Linked DNA regions of Mus musculus: all the other regions are linked to region 2. Evidence: chromatin contacts called from public Hi-C and HiChIP or PLAC-seq data. All regions are on one chromosome and are shown on one strand. Each heading gives the region's core, a stretch centred on a gene start, on an enhancer-like site or on the middle of the called end of the contact. The rest is flanking DNA. Distances are from core to core; before and after follow the strand shown.

Evidence for each region. A called contact is a pair of places that touch in the nucleus more often than the background predicts. HiChIP or PLAC-seq counts read pairs in DNA pulled down with a chosen protein or histone mark.
Region 1: an H3K4me3 HiChIP or PLAC-seq map of bone marrow-derived macrophages shows a contact between it and region 2, with 4 times the contacts expected there. The contact joins the promoter of Mlh3 here to the enhancer-like site in region 2. A contact is called at or near these places in 2 of 115 datasets of contacts at active chromatin or transcription factors (bone marrow-derived macrophages and embryonic stem cells) and 2 of 9 other capture datasets (adipose tissue and liver).
Region 3: a contact with region 2 is called in a Hi-C map of bone marrow-derived macrophages, with 31 read pairs. The contact joins two enhancer-like sites. A contact is called at or near these places in 2 of 484 Hi-C or Micro-C datasets (bone marrow-derived macrophages and nephron progenitors), 10 of 115 datasets of contacts at active chromatin or transcription factors (T-cell acute lymphoblastic leukemia, bone marrow-derived macrophages, embryonic stem cells and 3 more) and 5 of 9 other capture datasets (adipose tissue, bone marrow-derived macrophages, embryonic stem cells and 2 more).
Region 4: a contact with region 2 is called in a Hi-C map of bone marrow-derived macrophages, with 24 read pairs. The contact joins two enhancer-like sites. A contact is called at or near these places in 1 of 39 promoter capture datasets (the C10 cell line), 6 of 15 datasets of contacts at CTCF or cohesin (the NIH/3T3 cell line, embryonic stem cells, hippocampal excitatory neurons and 3 more), 114 of 484 Hi-C or Micro-C datasets (3T3-L1-derived adipocytes, the AML12 cell line, the AtT-20 cell line and 65 more), 6 of 115 datasets of contacts at active chromatin or transcription factors (CD8 T cells, astrocytes, bone marrow-derived dendritic cells and 3 more) and 2 of 9 other capture datasets (adipose tissue and bone marrow-derived macrophages).
Region 5: a Hi-C map of bone marrow-derived macrophages shows a contact between it and region 2, with 68 read pairs. The contact joins two enhancer-like sites. A contact is called at or near these places in 1 of 39 promoter capture datasets (embryonic stem cells), 1 of 15 datasets of contacts at CTCF or cohesin (large pre-B cells), 58 of 484 Hi-C or Micro-C datasets (8-cell embryo, B cells, CD4 single positive thymocytes and 29 more), 19 of 115 datasets of contacts at active chromatin or transcription factors (the 230-238 cell line, CD8 T cells, the HPC-7 cell line and 12 more) and 2 of 9 other capture datasets (bone marrow-derived macrophages and embryonic stem cells).

Annotation. Positions count from the first base shown.
Region 1 is chr12:85,269,277-85,271,976 of GRCm38.p6, forward strand. It overlaps Mlh3 (mutL homolog 3), which reads right to left and starts at 1,323. Exons shown (of 12, transcript NM_175337.2): 1 at 1,263-1,323; 2 at 1-198. The coding sequence starts at 134.
Region 2 is chr12:85,518,257-85,520,956 of GRCm38.p6, forward strand. No RefSeq gene overlaps it. Among named protein-coding and RNA genes, the nearest start is that of Gm32296, 9.9 kb to the right of the region's middle. Within about 2 kb of position 1,270, at least 46 of the 459 cell types and tissues checked have an H3K27ac peak or open chromatin away from gene starts, as enhancers often do. A contact at or near this core is called in the HPC-7 cell line, bone marrow-derived macrophages and microglia, where this site is marked.
Region 3 is chr12:85,704,365-85,707,064 of GRCm38.p6, forward strand. The region is part of intron 2 of Batf (basic leucine zipper transcription factor, ATF-like); the gene reads left to right. Among named protein-coding and RNA genes, the nearest start is that of Batf, 19 kb to the left of the region's middle. Within about 2 kb of position 1,322, at least 326 of the 459 cell types and tissues checked have an H3K27ac peak or open chromatin away from gene starts, as enhancers often do. A contact at or near this core is called in bone marrow-derived macrophages and microglia, where this site is marked.
Region 4 is chr12:85,728,282-85,730,981 of GRCm38.p6, forward strand. No RefSeq gene overlaps it. Among named protein-coding and RNA genes, the nearest start is that of Flvcr2, 17 kb to the right of the region's middle. Within about 2 kb of position 1,285, at least 10 of the 459 cell types and tissues checked have an H3K27ac peak or open chromatin away from gene starts, as enhancers often do. A contact at or near this core is called in bone marrow-derived macrophages, where this site is marked.
Region 5 is chr12:85,646,678-85,649,377 of GRCm38.p6, forward strand. It overlaps the pseudogene Gm33312. Among named protein-coding and RNA genes, the nearest start is that of Batf, 39 kb to the right of the region's middle. Within about 2 kb of position 1,449, at least 45 of the 459 cell types and tissues checked have an H3K27ac peak or open chromatin away from gene starts, as enhancers often do. A contact at or near this core is called in the HPC-7 cell line and bone marrow-derived macrophages, where this site is marked.

The DNA of each region.
Region 1 (2,700 bases), core at 73-2,572, 250 kb before region 2:
ACTCTGATGGCCACACATGTTGCTTCAGCATCAATACTGTTAAGGGTAAGTTCTTCAACACACTGGCCCAAGGAGCTTATGGCTAAACCGGAACGCAACTTGGTTTTTACGTCATCTGATAGACACCTGATCATGGCAGGGACACATGTGGAGGGAGTGGCAGACACTGGCTTCCTTCTCTGACTGGAAAATAATCACCTACAGGAAACAAAACACAACACATACTCTAGCAAACCTCAGTTATATCACATCACCCATTTCTCTCGACTATTACAAAGAACTACAGTTAGAGTATTAAACCAAAACGCGAAAGGGAAGTATACTTCTAGTTTCTAGACAGCACACAAAACTCATGCACTGGTATAACAAGCTTCAATTCCAAAGCATTCATAATTTCATTAATTTTCGCTGTTCCTAAAATGAATGCCCTAGAGTGAAATTATAATTACGCTAGATGCTGATCCGTAAAGACACTATTCAAATTTCTAAGCACTTCACTAAAAACAGATGCCTAAATTAAACGCAGCTAAGAAACATTAGCTAGAAATTATTCATGAAAAAAGTCCAAGCTAGTTTCATAACATTTATACTTTACACAATAACCACGGCTTTTAGAAAATCCTTTGATGTTCTAAGACACTGTAAGTAAGAAGGTAAAAAAAACAATGGGACTAAGTCAAAGTCAAATCTATCAAGGAGACACAGTAAGCCATTACTTTCTCAGGAAGAGGTGGGGGTGGGGGAGGTAAAACTCCTTTGATATTTAAGTCCTGCTCCTGTGTAGCTTGATAGCTTGCAGAAAGGCCCTTATTACTGATATTCTTTTATATTGATACTCTCGGTCTTTTATATCCCCAGAACATAGCTTGGCAATAAAAAGTGAGTGTATGGGGTGGTCGGACCCTGATTCCAGGTTTTCTTATACAAACCCTAAGACTCTAGGTAGTTAAAGGTCTCATTCTTAAGTGACAACAGTGAGGCAGGTGACAGGCTCTTTTGTTTTGTTTTTAAAGCCTGGAAAAACCGGGGCTACGACAGCATTTAGCCACCGTTGGCAAACGGGGTGAATGTGTAATGAGCAGTTCTAGGGTCTGGAAAGTCGGGCATCCCGTGCAGGCCGGGCCGCGCCTGCGCAATCCACCCACCCCGCACCTCCGGGGGAGCCGGGGCCCCGCCAGACAGGCCCGCGGCAGTCACCATTGCTCCTGTCCAGTTAGACAAGCTCTCTGGACCACATTTCATCACGTGCTTTCCCCCTTCACCTCGAATCTCCTCCATCAACTCTCACCGACCAACCACCTCCAACGCCGAGCGCGCGCTCCCGAGCATGCGCTTCCGAGACACCGCCAGACGGCGTCTGCACGACGTCTCAGTGCGCAGGCGCTAAGGTGGCCAAGCTGCGCGTCCCTTCACCTGGCGGGTTCCAATTAGTTCTTTTGTCTTATTCTCTTTCGGAATGGGGTGAAAGGCTGTTTCTACTAAATTTTACTTTGCTCCCCTTCTCGTCTCCTTTGCATGTTCTAATATGTAGTTCCACATATATCTTTCTTGTTTCCTTAGTCTTTGTTCGCTAGATTGTAAACTATGTGAAAGTAGTTTGGTTTTTTGTTTACTGCTGTGTCCTGGTGGCAAGTAGATATTCAGGGAATGAATGCAGAGCATTCCTTTTTTTGTTTGTTTGTTTTTCGAGATAGGGTTTCTCTGTATAGCCTTGGCTGTCCTGGAACTCACTCTGTAGACTAGGTTGGCCTTGAACTCAGAAATCTGCCTGCCTCTGCCTCCCAAATCCAGGGATTAAAGGCGTGCGCCACCACTGCCTGGCAAGAGCATTCTTGAAAATTAAAGCTTTACGAAGCTGGAAAGGGCTGAGAAGCCTCTCTCTCTTTCTCTCATATTTTGTTTTTGTTTTTCTTTCAAAACATGATTTCTCTGTGTAACAGCCCCGGAACTCGCTTTATAGACCAGGCTGGCCTATAAACTCACGGAAATCCTTCTGCCTCTGCCTCCCAAACGCTGGGATTAAAGGTGTGCTCCCACTCCCCACCCCACCTCCACGTCTGCCCAGCCCAACTCTCTTGATTTGCAAATCAGGACATCAGGGTCCCTCCTTCCCTTCCTTCCTCTCTTCCTCCCTCTCTCTCTCTCCCCACCCCCATACCACCACGGCTTTTTCCTGCAAGAGCACAGTGAGAATATTTTGAGAATTATTAGGCAATCCTCAGTTTTTGTCTTCTGTTTCATCCAAACCTCCTCCCAGAAACTTTTTAAAAAAGATTTATGTATTTCATGTGTATGGGGTTTTGTCTGCTTGTACTTCTGCACACCAGAAGAGGGCATCGGATCCCTTGGTCTTAGAGCCATAGACTGTGTGAACCACCATGTGGGTGTTGGGAGTTGAACTCAGGACTTCTGGAAAAGTTGCCAGTGCTCTTAACTGCTGAGCCATCTCCACAGGGAGGACATCCCTCCTCCCTTTAAAGGAACTTAGGACAAAGTTTTAAATGAGTATATATTTAATTACTAACCAAACCAAATCAGACTTGTGGAGCCAATGAAGCAAACTTCTGATTATTGTTCAGTTTGCCAGGGCTTCATGACAAAAGGCCACAGGCTGGGTGGCTTAAGTAGCCGGGGTTTTTGTTTGTTTTCTTTTCTTTCCAGTTCTAGGACAAGCTGGAGTTTAGGCCAGGATTCCTTCTT
Region 2 (2,700 bases), core at 20-2,519:
ACTGTGGCTTTGTGAGACAGCTATGGCCTTGGTGACTTAACTGCTGGTTTAGTGCCGAGTTAAGAGGAGATGTTGAGATGACAACAGGTAGTGGAGATGAAACCTCAAAGGGAGGGAAGGGGTAGAGGAAAGGACATGTCTGCACATTTTTCAACTTCCCTGGCTGAGGATAAGTCATTTGAAAGAGGAACTTAATACTCTCCCAACTCTTCCGTTATTTTTATAGCACCCTCAGAGGGATTAAAGATTGAATCCAAGTAAAAACAGCAAGCCTTCAGTGTCCAGGAGAGTGTAGGAGTTAGTATGCTAATCTGTGGACCTAAAATTGAATATCTTTTCTTTCTTTCCTTCTTTCACTAGTTTTGTTTGTGTGTTTGTTTGTTTGAGATAGTTTATCATGTAGCCCAGGCTGGCCTGGAACTTGTTATGTGGCCCAGGTTGGCCTCCAGCCCATCCATCCTGTGTCAGGCTGTCGAGGTATCCCACATCCCAAAACACACAGTAAATTCTAGCCTCTTGAAGCCGATAGGTAAGGATGTTCTTAGGAAGAACTCACACTGAAGCCCACTAGACAAACACATGGTGTCTAGGTAGGGAGTGTGGGACCCCGACTTAGAGCATTTCTCCCTGGAAGGTAAAGCCCCTGGACATTCCCCAAACTTGTTTTCCCTGATCTCTAAAAATACAGCCAGAAAGAAGCTCTTTGTTCTCTATAGCCAGCAAAAAGCCTTTTTGTTTCTGTGCCTTACAGCTAGAGATGAGATAATTGTAGGAAGACCTACAAGGACATGGAGATAGACACTGGAGAGGAGGCTGCAGCTCACTCTCCCCTCGCCAGAAAGGAGCTGTAGCCAACTTTTTTCCCAACTCCTCCCAACTCCTCCCAACTCCTTCCAACTCCTCCCAACTCCTTCCAACTCCTCCCAACTCCTCCCAACTCTCCTCCCAACTCCTCCCATTCCTCAGCTACCTGTTAAAAGCCCCCTACTGTCACCGCTCCCTCAGGGTCGAACTCCCCTGCCCTGAAAGGCTCGAGGGGTTCGTCCTCAGCTAGCTGATAATAAAACCTCTTGCAGTTTGCATCAGGTGTGGTTATCTCTCGGGACGTTGGGGTGTTGGCCAACTAATCTCGGGACTTGAGCGGAGGCCCAGCTTCGGGGGTCTTACAGGAGCAGGGTGTAGAGTGAAATCTAGCAAGGCCAGGCTTGGTCCTGATGCAGCCATAGGGAATGGCAGAATGCTTGGTGCACAGCTGCAGTCCCAGAATTGAGGGTACTGGGGAAGGATTGCTGTATGAGGCCAGCGTGGGCTACAGAGTGAGACCATTTCTCACAAAACCAAACACCAGTGACACCAGCGAAGAGGGAACCACAGGCTCTCAGTGTCTCGGTAGTTCAATTTGAGAAAAGCTTGCTTCCTATCCCTCTGAAATCTGATGTGAGTTCAGCACACAACTGTCTTCCCTGGGTGACTCAGTGATCCACGCTAGCAATGATTCCTGGGTCACACATGGTATTCGGTGAGTCATACTGTCTGTGCCACACAGAAAGACTGAGGCATGTGGGGAAACTACTAGTAGCTTTAAGAGGCTAGAATTTACTGTGTGTATATTGGGATGTGGGATGGTTTAACAGAGAAATTATAGGGGGTCAAGTCAGGCTGAGGCCAGTTGCATTGAACCTGGGAAGCCGCCTCAAATGCTAAGGAGTTTGAGAAGGAAGTGAAAGTTCTTCCTTTGACATGATAGAAGGTCCAGCTTAGAAAGATGAGGTTCTTTTTGGGGGGTAGAGATAGGTGAGCAAGATTAGGGGACAGACCAGTAGGGACTGTGGCGATGGCCCAGCAGGTAGGCTATGCTAGTGTGAGGACCAGAGTTCCGATCTTTGAAGCCCATGTCAATGCTAAATGTTCTAAAGCAGACCAAGGCAGAGATAGGTGATTTCCAAAGCAAACTCGCTCTTTAGGCTAGCCATATCGGAGAACTCTGGGTTTGATTGATCAATCCTGCCGCATTGAACGAGGTAGAAGAGTAACTGAGGATTATTTTCAGCATCAACAATGAGCCTCCACATGCACCTGTACACACATACATGTGCATGGCACACACATATACGTCTACATATGTGCACACCACATACATGAAAATGGAAAAAGAAGAAGCAGAAACAAACAAATACATACACAAATAAATTCATTAGTTGGGAGGTCAGGGTACCCTGAGTACGTCTGGGCTGTGAAATGAAAGGGTTGGCTGTCTCCAGGATCTGTGAAGGACTCGGAGGGGAGAGAGAAGTGGGGGGTAGGGTACATATTGTGGGGGCTGAGCAACTAGAGGAGGGATCTATTCATCTATTCAAGCATTGGAGAAATCAATTTAGGGAAAAGACAATGTGATCAGTTGGGGACTTACTCAATTTCAGGCATCAACAGAGAGAGAAAGAAGTCCAGAGGACATTGGGAGTAAGGGACTGAAGCCCTTAAAGAAGAACAGCGGGGGGGGGGGGGGGGGGGCTGATACTGTTTGCACCATAAACCACGAGTTGGTGGGATTTGAAGTCACAATGTTGCAAAGCCTGTGTTGTAGGGTGAGGCATGCTCTTCAGGGGCGGGGTCTGCTGTGTTGTAGGATGAGGCATGCTCCCCAGGGGGGTCTGCTGTGCTGAAGGGTGAGGCATGCTCCCCGAGTGTGTGTGTGTATCT
Region 3 (2,700 bases), core at 72-2,571, 190 kb after region 2:
AGGGGAAACTGGAGACACCCCCATTCCTGTAGCTGTCGACATTAGCTGCCCAACGGGCACCCCGTGTAGCCTATAACCACCAAATGGCAAGGTTAACCCAGATCTAGTTAGTTAGAACCTGTCACCAACAATACTAGTCCTCCCTGGAGGACCCAATGTCAGGAATAGCAGGCTCCAGCTGAGGATCTTTTTGGACTAGTCATCTTGCCTTCAGGCGAAGCAGCTGGCATCCAATAGGAAAAGAGAGTCCTCCTGGGGCCACGCAGCCAAGACCACCAATGATCACCATGGTCATGGAGCCAGGGCTGGCTCATGTTGAAAGATGACGCTTCAATGGAGTGCTCTTCCAGGGTGGCAGATGGAAGTGGGCGATTCTGTGGCTTCAGGGGCGTGGCCAACTCAGCCCGTGGTATTATGTGATGTTGTGCTGCTATCCCTTGGGAGGGCACTGGGGGCACAGGGGGCTGAGGACTTCTCGTTGCTCCTATAGTCAGACCCTCAATACAGGAGAGGCAGAAAGGAGGAATCCAGTGGGAGCCCAGATCTTCCTGGCTATGGGTCTTTGGATCCAGCATTTGAAGTTTTTGTGCTTCTGAGGAGACACACATGAGGACCACAGCACCTCTCATAACTGCTGCCACCAGCCTGTTTTTAGGGACCCAGGCAGTATGGTTTTGCTCCAGGTCTCAATTGGTTTCCTTGGTAGGATGGCTATACTGACTGCAGCAGCCGTTGTGAGAACCCTGATGGGCCTAACCACATTCTGAAAGGTGAAGAGAGCAGGCTAAGGTGGAGCAGGGAGGGAGGCAGGCTCGCTTGATCTCCACACTGCCTAGTAGAAGGACATTTCCTTCACACACACACCCTCACCCCTCTCCCTCACTGAGTTCCGTCCCTTCTCACACCCGGAAGTTGGGTAGGGGTATAGTCATTGTCTTTGTGGATAAACAGCTGACCCCAACTGTCCCTTTAGCTAGATGAGTCCTCTCCAGAGGCCCTGCTGCCCTCTACAGCTTAGAGGGATGGGGCCCAAAGCAGCCACTTCCTCCTACAAGTCATTCTTTCTCTAGGGAGTGGCCAGTGTCTGCAAGGCTCCGAGCTTACAGACATTCCTCTTGCAAGCAGCCGTCTGGCTTTAAGAGGTAAAGACACACTTTGCCTCATGGTGAGAGGCAGCAGGCAGTGGTTAGTCAGGTCTACCCCAGCGTGGGCTTTGGCATCTGTAGGCCCAGGAGGTGACAGGAGAAGGCCAGCGGGAGCTCCGCAGAGCGCCTGCTAGTGACTTGCCCTGCAGTCACTTCCCGAAAACTAGGCCGGCCTCTAGGCGGGGAGACGATCGGAGCCCGCCCACCCAGTCCGTCCCTCCTTGCTGCCTTGGGGTTTGCCCAGGCTCTTCGGAGCACGGAACTTACAGTAAATGGTGTAACCAGTGGAAACTCTCAGAGGGGGCGAGGAAAGGGCCAGGACTCAGGGCCCCAGTTCCCGTCTTAGCATACCGCTCCACCAGGTTCATTTCGCCCACCTTTCAGTAACGGGGCGCTGCCTTCCTGGTAAAAGGCTGACCTCCCTCTGGGATGTGCCAGAAAACAAAAACCAGCGAAATGCCCAGCTGGCCTCAGCCTGCAGGAACAGCAGCAGCCAGGGATTGAGCATCCAGTTGTCGGCTTCCCTCAGCCCGCTTGAGATGGGGGTTTCCTTTGCACCAGACTAGGGGCCCTGGTTAGCTCAGAGAGCATTCAAAGTGTCGCTGAGGCTCAGCGCCTTCCCATATGACCTTCAAAAGAAATGGAAGCTGTCTTGATGAGCAATGTCAGGGTCCTCTGCTCCTCCACAACTTAAAAGAGAAACCCCGACTGTACTGAGTTTCCGTGATTGGCAGTATAGCTGATAAATCCCATCTCTCCTTAGCCTGCAGCTCACTCCTGCTGGATCATTTAGGGTTAATTTTAAATGTCAAGTTATCGTACATCTGCTAACCACTATACTTTTGAGTCAACATTCTCATGCCAACAATTGATGTTATCAGCCAGTCAGTCCACAAACACTTAAGTTCACTTGGAGCTTAAACGGGCATTTAATACATGCTTAAATAATTAAAGCAGGCTTTAATTATTTGTATCATATTTAATAGGGTTTTTAAACTTGCCCGGGCGTTAAAACGACCTAAGACACCTGTTAAAAGCTCAGATTTCCAGAACTGAGGTGTTGGCTCCGTTGGTAAAGTGCTAACGGAGGACCTGAATTGTGTTCTCAAGCACCCATATAAAAAGTGGGGCGGGGGGAGCACGTGGCTGGAATGTGGGCGATGGCGAGATTGGAGGCAGATCCCTGAAAGCCCGAGGGCCACTGGCAGTTCCAGGTAATGAGACATCCTCTCTCAAACAAAATGTGGACGGTGCCCGTGGGAGTTCTTCTGACCTCCATGTGCGTGTCACACATGCGTGCACCTGCACCCATACATGTGTGCACACACATGGAAAAGAAAAGCCCAGATTCCAGAGTCCAAATTTCTTCCCAAATCCCAGATCTGCAGAAGAGCTGCCTGCAAGCTTCTGGCCTGAAATGAGGTTCCTTTGCCTCTCAGGGGACTTGGGGGAGGCCCCCAGGACTTGGCAAGGTTCTGTTTATTCAGGTCCGGGAACCCCATTATCTGGAGAAGTTGTTGTTTCTCAGCAACTTCTATGCCCCAGTGCTGTGGTG
Region 4 (2,700 bases), core at 35-2,534, 210 kb after region 2:
CTCAATCCTTGGAGCCAGTGAATTTGCCCGAGAGCAGCTTCTCAATAAACCCACTTTAATATAATATAATCTGACTTGAATTGGCTCATTTCCCTGGCAGCGGACAAATAACATATCACAGATGATTCTCAGCTGCCGCTGTCTACTTTTAACCTTTTTGAAGCCCTGGCAAAAGAAAGAAAAGATGGTGTGGTGTTCTCTGTGCCGAACCGCCAAATACTGCAGTGCCAAGTGTGAGAAAAAAAAAGCTTGGCCGGATCACAAGTGGGAATGCCAATGTCTTAAAAACTGCAACCCAGATATCCCATGGGTTCCGTGGCTCTTTTAGGCAGGGTTATCGTCAAGTTTACCCCTCAAAGTCAGAAAGACTTTACTCATTTTATAATCTGGAGTTCAATATTAATAAACTCAATGAAGATAAGAAAGAGGGCCTGAGGTGACTTGCAATGACATTTCAACATTTTGAGAGAGTAGGAAAAAAAGAGATGAAAATGTCTGGATTTTACAGGGAAGAGATTGGGGGGGGGGGGGGACACGACAGCCAAAGCCCAGACCCTGGGCTAGAAAGTTCAAGGTTGGGGGCAGGGTATGCCAGGTAGAGACTGAGGGATTCTGGGAGAATCTGGAGGCCAGGTCTGCTTTGGTATGTAAGATCCACACTTGGGTCTCTTGTCCTTGATCCGAAACCAAATACAAGGGTCAAGAGGAGCTCCTTAGGTCGTTGAAGGTGCACCCTTGCAGAAGATTCTGGGACTCTGCTGTTCTTCACCGGCCTAGTCCCTCTGTCCCTCTGTCCCTCTTCCCTCCTCTGTATTAGTGACTTTTCTATTGCTGTTATGAGACATAATGACCAAGTCAGCCTGTAGAGGGAAGGGACTTACAGTTTCAGAGTGATGGCAATCCTGCCCTCTCTCTCCCTACCTCAAAATGCTTTCATATGCTTGTTTGAAGTGAGCATTGGGGTGAGTGTGAAGGACAAAATAATAAAAATAACTGCAATGGGGGAGGGATGTGAATGTGCTCCGAGGGTTGGCAGAGACTGCCGGTGGCATCCTTTTTGGCCCTATTTTTCTTTTCGTGATGTTTTCAGGAACTGTTGTAACCCTCATCTTAGATACAGAAACAGCCTCAAAAGACGCTACCTGGTTTGCCCGTGTTAATTAAGTGCGAACACAGGACTCAGGCTGGCCTGCGCTGACCCCAAAGCTGGGATCTTCGGGCCAGGCTTGAAACGCTAAGGAAGGTTCTCTAGCTCCACATTGTACACAGAACCACGGGGACAGCACCTAGGTAGTGCTGCCACCTAGCGATAAGATGGAGAACTGCACGTGCCAATTTTTGGTCCCTGTTTCACGCTGAGCTGACCATTGAAGTTCCGGCCAATGGTCATACCTTCCTTGCTCTGCCAGGAGTGGGGTGCACAGTTGTGATCTCTGGATGTAAGCTTCCACCTCTCTGGGCACCCCCAAAGCTCACTATAAAGGGAGTCATAAATGATTGACAGGAAGCTCTCAACAGTTTGGGGGTTCCACCTGGCCTCCACATATCACCTTGAAGACATTTGATGTGAGGGTCAAAGTTCATCCCATACCTCCTCTATGGCAAGTCCTCTAATTTCTGTACTGTCGTGTTCGGCTCTAGTCATCAAGCAACCAGCTAGCTCTCTGGTCACAGAGCAGAGAAAACCCCTGTGCCCAGTGTCTCTGCTCTGCCAGGCTGCCCTGCCCCGTGCCCCACTTCTTCTGTCCGTTGGATTCACCAGCTGAGGCCCGTTTGTGTCAGCACAGTCATTCAGACACAATGACTCAAGTCGGTGGGGGAGGGGGAGCTGTGTCAGCACAGGGTGTTTGACCTTTATGGCAGTGAGGAGTCACCTCAATCTGAAATGTGTGGCTGCCTAGTGATTTCAGTCTCAACTGAAATGCGGACATGAGTGTGATCAATGGGCAGGTGAACAGAAGCACTTCCCCGCTTTCACTCCCTGCACATAGCTCCTTCTGGATCTTCTCTCTTTGTCCAGGTCCGTGACACCTGAACCGTGAAAGAGGAGTTCTCAGAAAATTGGGTACTACCAGAAGATCCAGCAATTCCTCTCCTGGGCATATACCCAGAAGATGTTCCAACTGGTAATAAGGACACATGCTCCACTATGTTCGTAGCAGCCTTATTTATAATAGCCAGAAGCTGGAAAGAACACAGATGTCCCTCAACAGAGGAATGGATAAAGAAAGTATGGTACTTATACAATGTAGTACTACTCAGCTATTAAAAACAATGAATTTATGAAATTCTTAGGCAAATGGATGTATCTGGAGGATATCATCCTGAGTGAGGTAACCCAATCACAAAAGAAGTCACTTGATATGCACTCACTGATAAGTGGATATTAGCCCAGAAACTTAGAATACCCAAGATATAATTTGCAAAACACAAGAAAATCAAGAAGAAGGAAGACCAACGTGTGGGTACTTCATTCCTCCTTAGAATAGGGAACAAAGAAGGAGTTAGAGAGACAAAGTTTGGAGCTGAGATGAAAGGATGGACTATCCAGAGACTGCCCCACCCAGGGATCCATCCTATAATCAGTCACCAAACGCAGACACTATTGTATATGCCAGCAAGATTTTGCTGAAAGGACCCTGATATAGCTGTCTCTTGTGAGGCTATGCCAGTGCCTGGCAACTACAGAAGTGGATGCTC
Region 5 (2,700 bases), core at 199-2,698, 130 kb after region 2:
GACACCTTTAATCCCAGCACTTGGGGGGCAGAAGCAGGCAGATCTCTAAATTCAAGGCCAGCCTGGTCTGCATAGTGAGTTCCAGGATAGACGGGAATACGCGGAGGAACCCTGCCTTGAAAACACTAAAATCTAAAAAGGAAGAAAAGCTTATTTGTTTGTTGTCTGTCTTCATACCACAGTTTGCTTATTGAGCTCAAAGAACAGCCTAAAAGAATCTGTTTTCTTCCACCATGTGGGTCCCAGGGATCAAATCCAGGTGGCCACCCTCAGCAGTAAGCTCTCTCACCTACCAAGCACATCTCCCCGTCCCCTTGATGAATTCTTTTATACCCAATTCAGGGCCCTAAAAACAAACAAACAAACAAACAAACAAACAAACAAACCACCCTAGGGCAACAGACCCTAACACCTGAAATTAGGAGGGGGTGTTTGGGTGCTATAGAAAGCAGGCAGAAGCCCAGCGGCGTGGTGGCACATGCTTTTAATCCCAGCACTCCAGAGGCAGAGGCAGAGGCAGGCAGATTTCTGAGTTCGAGGCCAGCCTGGTCTACAAAGTGAGTTCCAGGACAGACAGGACTATACAGAGAAACCCTGTCTCGAAAAACCAAAAAAATAGAAAGAAAGAAAGAAAGAAAGAAAGAAAGAAAGAAAGAAAGAAAGAAAGAAAGAAAGAAAGCAAGCAGAAGCCATGAGGAACAAGTCAGTAAGCAGCACCCCTCAGTGGCCACTCCATCAGTGACTGCCTCCAGGTTCCTGCCCCGCCTTCCCTCCGTGATGAACAGTGCTATGGAATTATACGCTAAAATGAACCCTCTCTTCCTCAAGTCACTTTTGGTCACGGTGTTGAGAACGACAGTGTCACTTTTGAGAGGGATGGCGCCTGGCCCCAGCCTGCCCCACAGTGGCGAGTTACAGTCACATCCTTCCTGTCAGTGCTTGCCAAACTGGAAGGTGTGCACTTGGGATGAAGACTCTTGGGGACTGCAGAGTCCTCACGTTCGTTCTCCAGACTCAGTGGCTTTTGGTGGGAAAAAGCTGACTAGACTCATTTAAAACCGTTCCATCCCAGCAAGAAATCAGAAATGATACCACACCCTCTGCACGGGCAACTGCAGAGAAAGAGCGCCTGAAGCCAGAACCCAGAGGATGCGGGTGATCGTGGTCCCAACAGACCCCCATTGGACTCACTGACCCCTGAGAAGGGTGGATTGCAGAGGGTGATGGTTGACTACTGTGATTCTAGACTACTGTTGGCAGTGTGCTGGGGGGTGGTCACTCAGGCAAGGCATTCTTACTCTCCATCAACAGGTAGGATAAATAATAATAGTAGTTCACTTTAACTGGTACCATTGCTTGGATGTTGAACATCTTCCAAAGGCCCATGCGTTAGTGACTTGAACCTCAGCCTGTGGTGCTGTTAGGAAGTGGTTGGACTTTAGAGAAGTATAGCTATGTAGGAGGAAGTTAGTTCACTAGTGGTGTGTCCTCAAAGAGGATATTGGGACCCCAGCTCCTTCCTCTCTTCTTTGGGTTTTCTGGTTGCTAGGACATGAGTGACTTCCTGTGCCATGGTCTCTGGCTCATCACAGGTCCAAGGCCACAGGGTCAAGCAACTTGGAACCAAAGCCTCAGAAATAACAGACTAATCCCAAGTGCATGGTTATCTTGGATATTCTGTTGGAGCAGTGGAAAGCTGACTAATAAATGGCAACTGTTTTCAGTTCTAATTGGTAAATGTATTCTTCTCCTGTTTCACCAATGGGAGGGTCTAAATCAGCTTCCTCTCACATGGGAAAGCCAGAAGCATCCGTTCAGTGTCTAGCTTAGGGGTTACTTTGACTCTCCCGCTCTCCATCCTACTGTGACTCATGGGAAGTTTGGGCCTCTTGACACTCCATAGTCTCCTGAGGCTCCCACTGGATGGGTGTCATTATGCTCACGAGACCCTCAGAGCAAGGAGTGGCAATCACCAGACACCTAGTAAGCACAGAGGTGAGAGACAATGGGAAAGAAACCCTAGGTGGATGTGTCGACCTGCCACGTTGACAACATTCTCAGGTCGCCATTGGTCTGAAATCTCCAAAGCGTCCCTTCAAAGCAAGACTCAAGTTACTGCATGTTATACCTGCCACAGAGAAGGGGCCATGGCCTTAGCAGACCTCTGGGTTTGGAGACAACATAGTTTAAGTATTGGGGATAGTGCTCTAGCCCATGCCAGTGACTTGGAAACCTGACAGTTTCCAGGCTCTGCAGATTGTCCACCCTGCAGCTGTAGCTCATCCGTCATCTATACCATATAACTAATGAGACACCAGAGCCAAAAAGGCCATGGCACATTTGGCCTCCTCTAGATGGTTCCACTAGACAGAGCCCAGGGTAGTCCACACTAACCTATACCTGGTGTTGGGAAGTCCTTTGCCATCTCTTGCCCAGAGACACTCAGGATTTAAATGGAGGCCATTCAACCCAACAGTTTCTTGAAATGGCCTCCTCCTCCTCCTCCTCCTCTTCTTCCTCTTCCTCCTCCAGCTTGGGCAGGGGAGGGGGTCATGCAGAAAGCAGCAGCCCCTCCCTCATGCTGGGGTAAGAGAGGATGTGGTCCCATGTGGACTCTGTTTTGCTTTGCAAAGCTGTGTCTATTCCTCCATGCTCAGATTCCCAAACCAGGTAAAAGGATAATCACCCTAAAAACAGCTC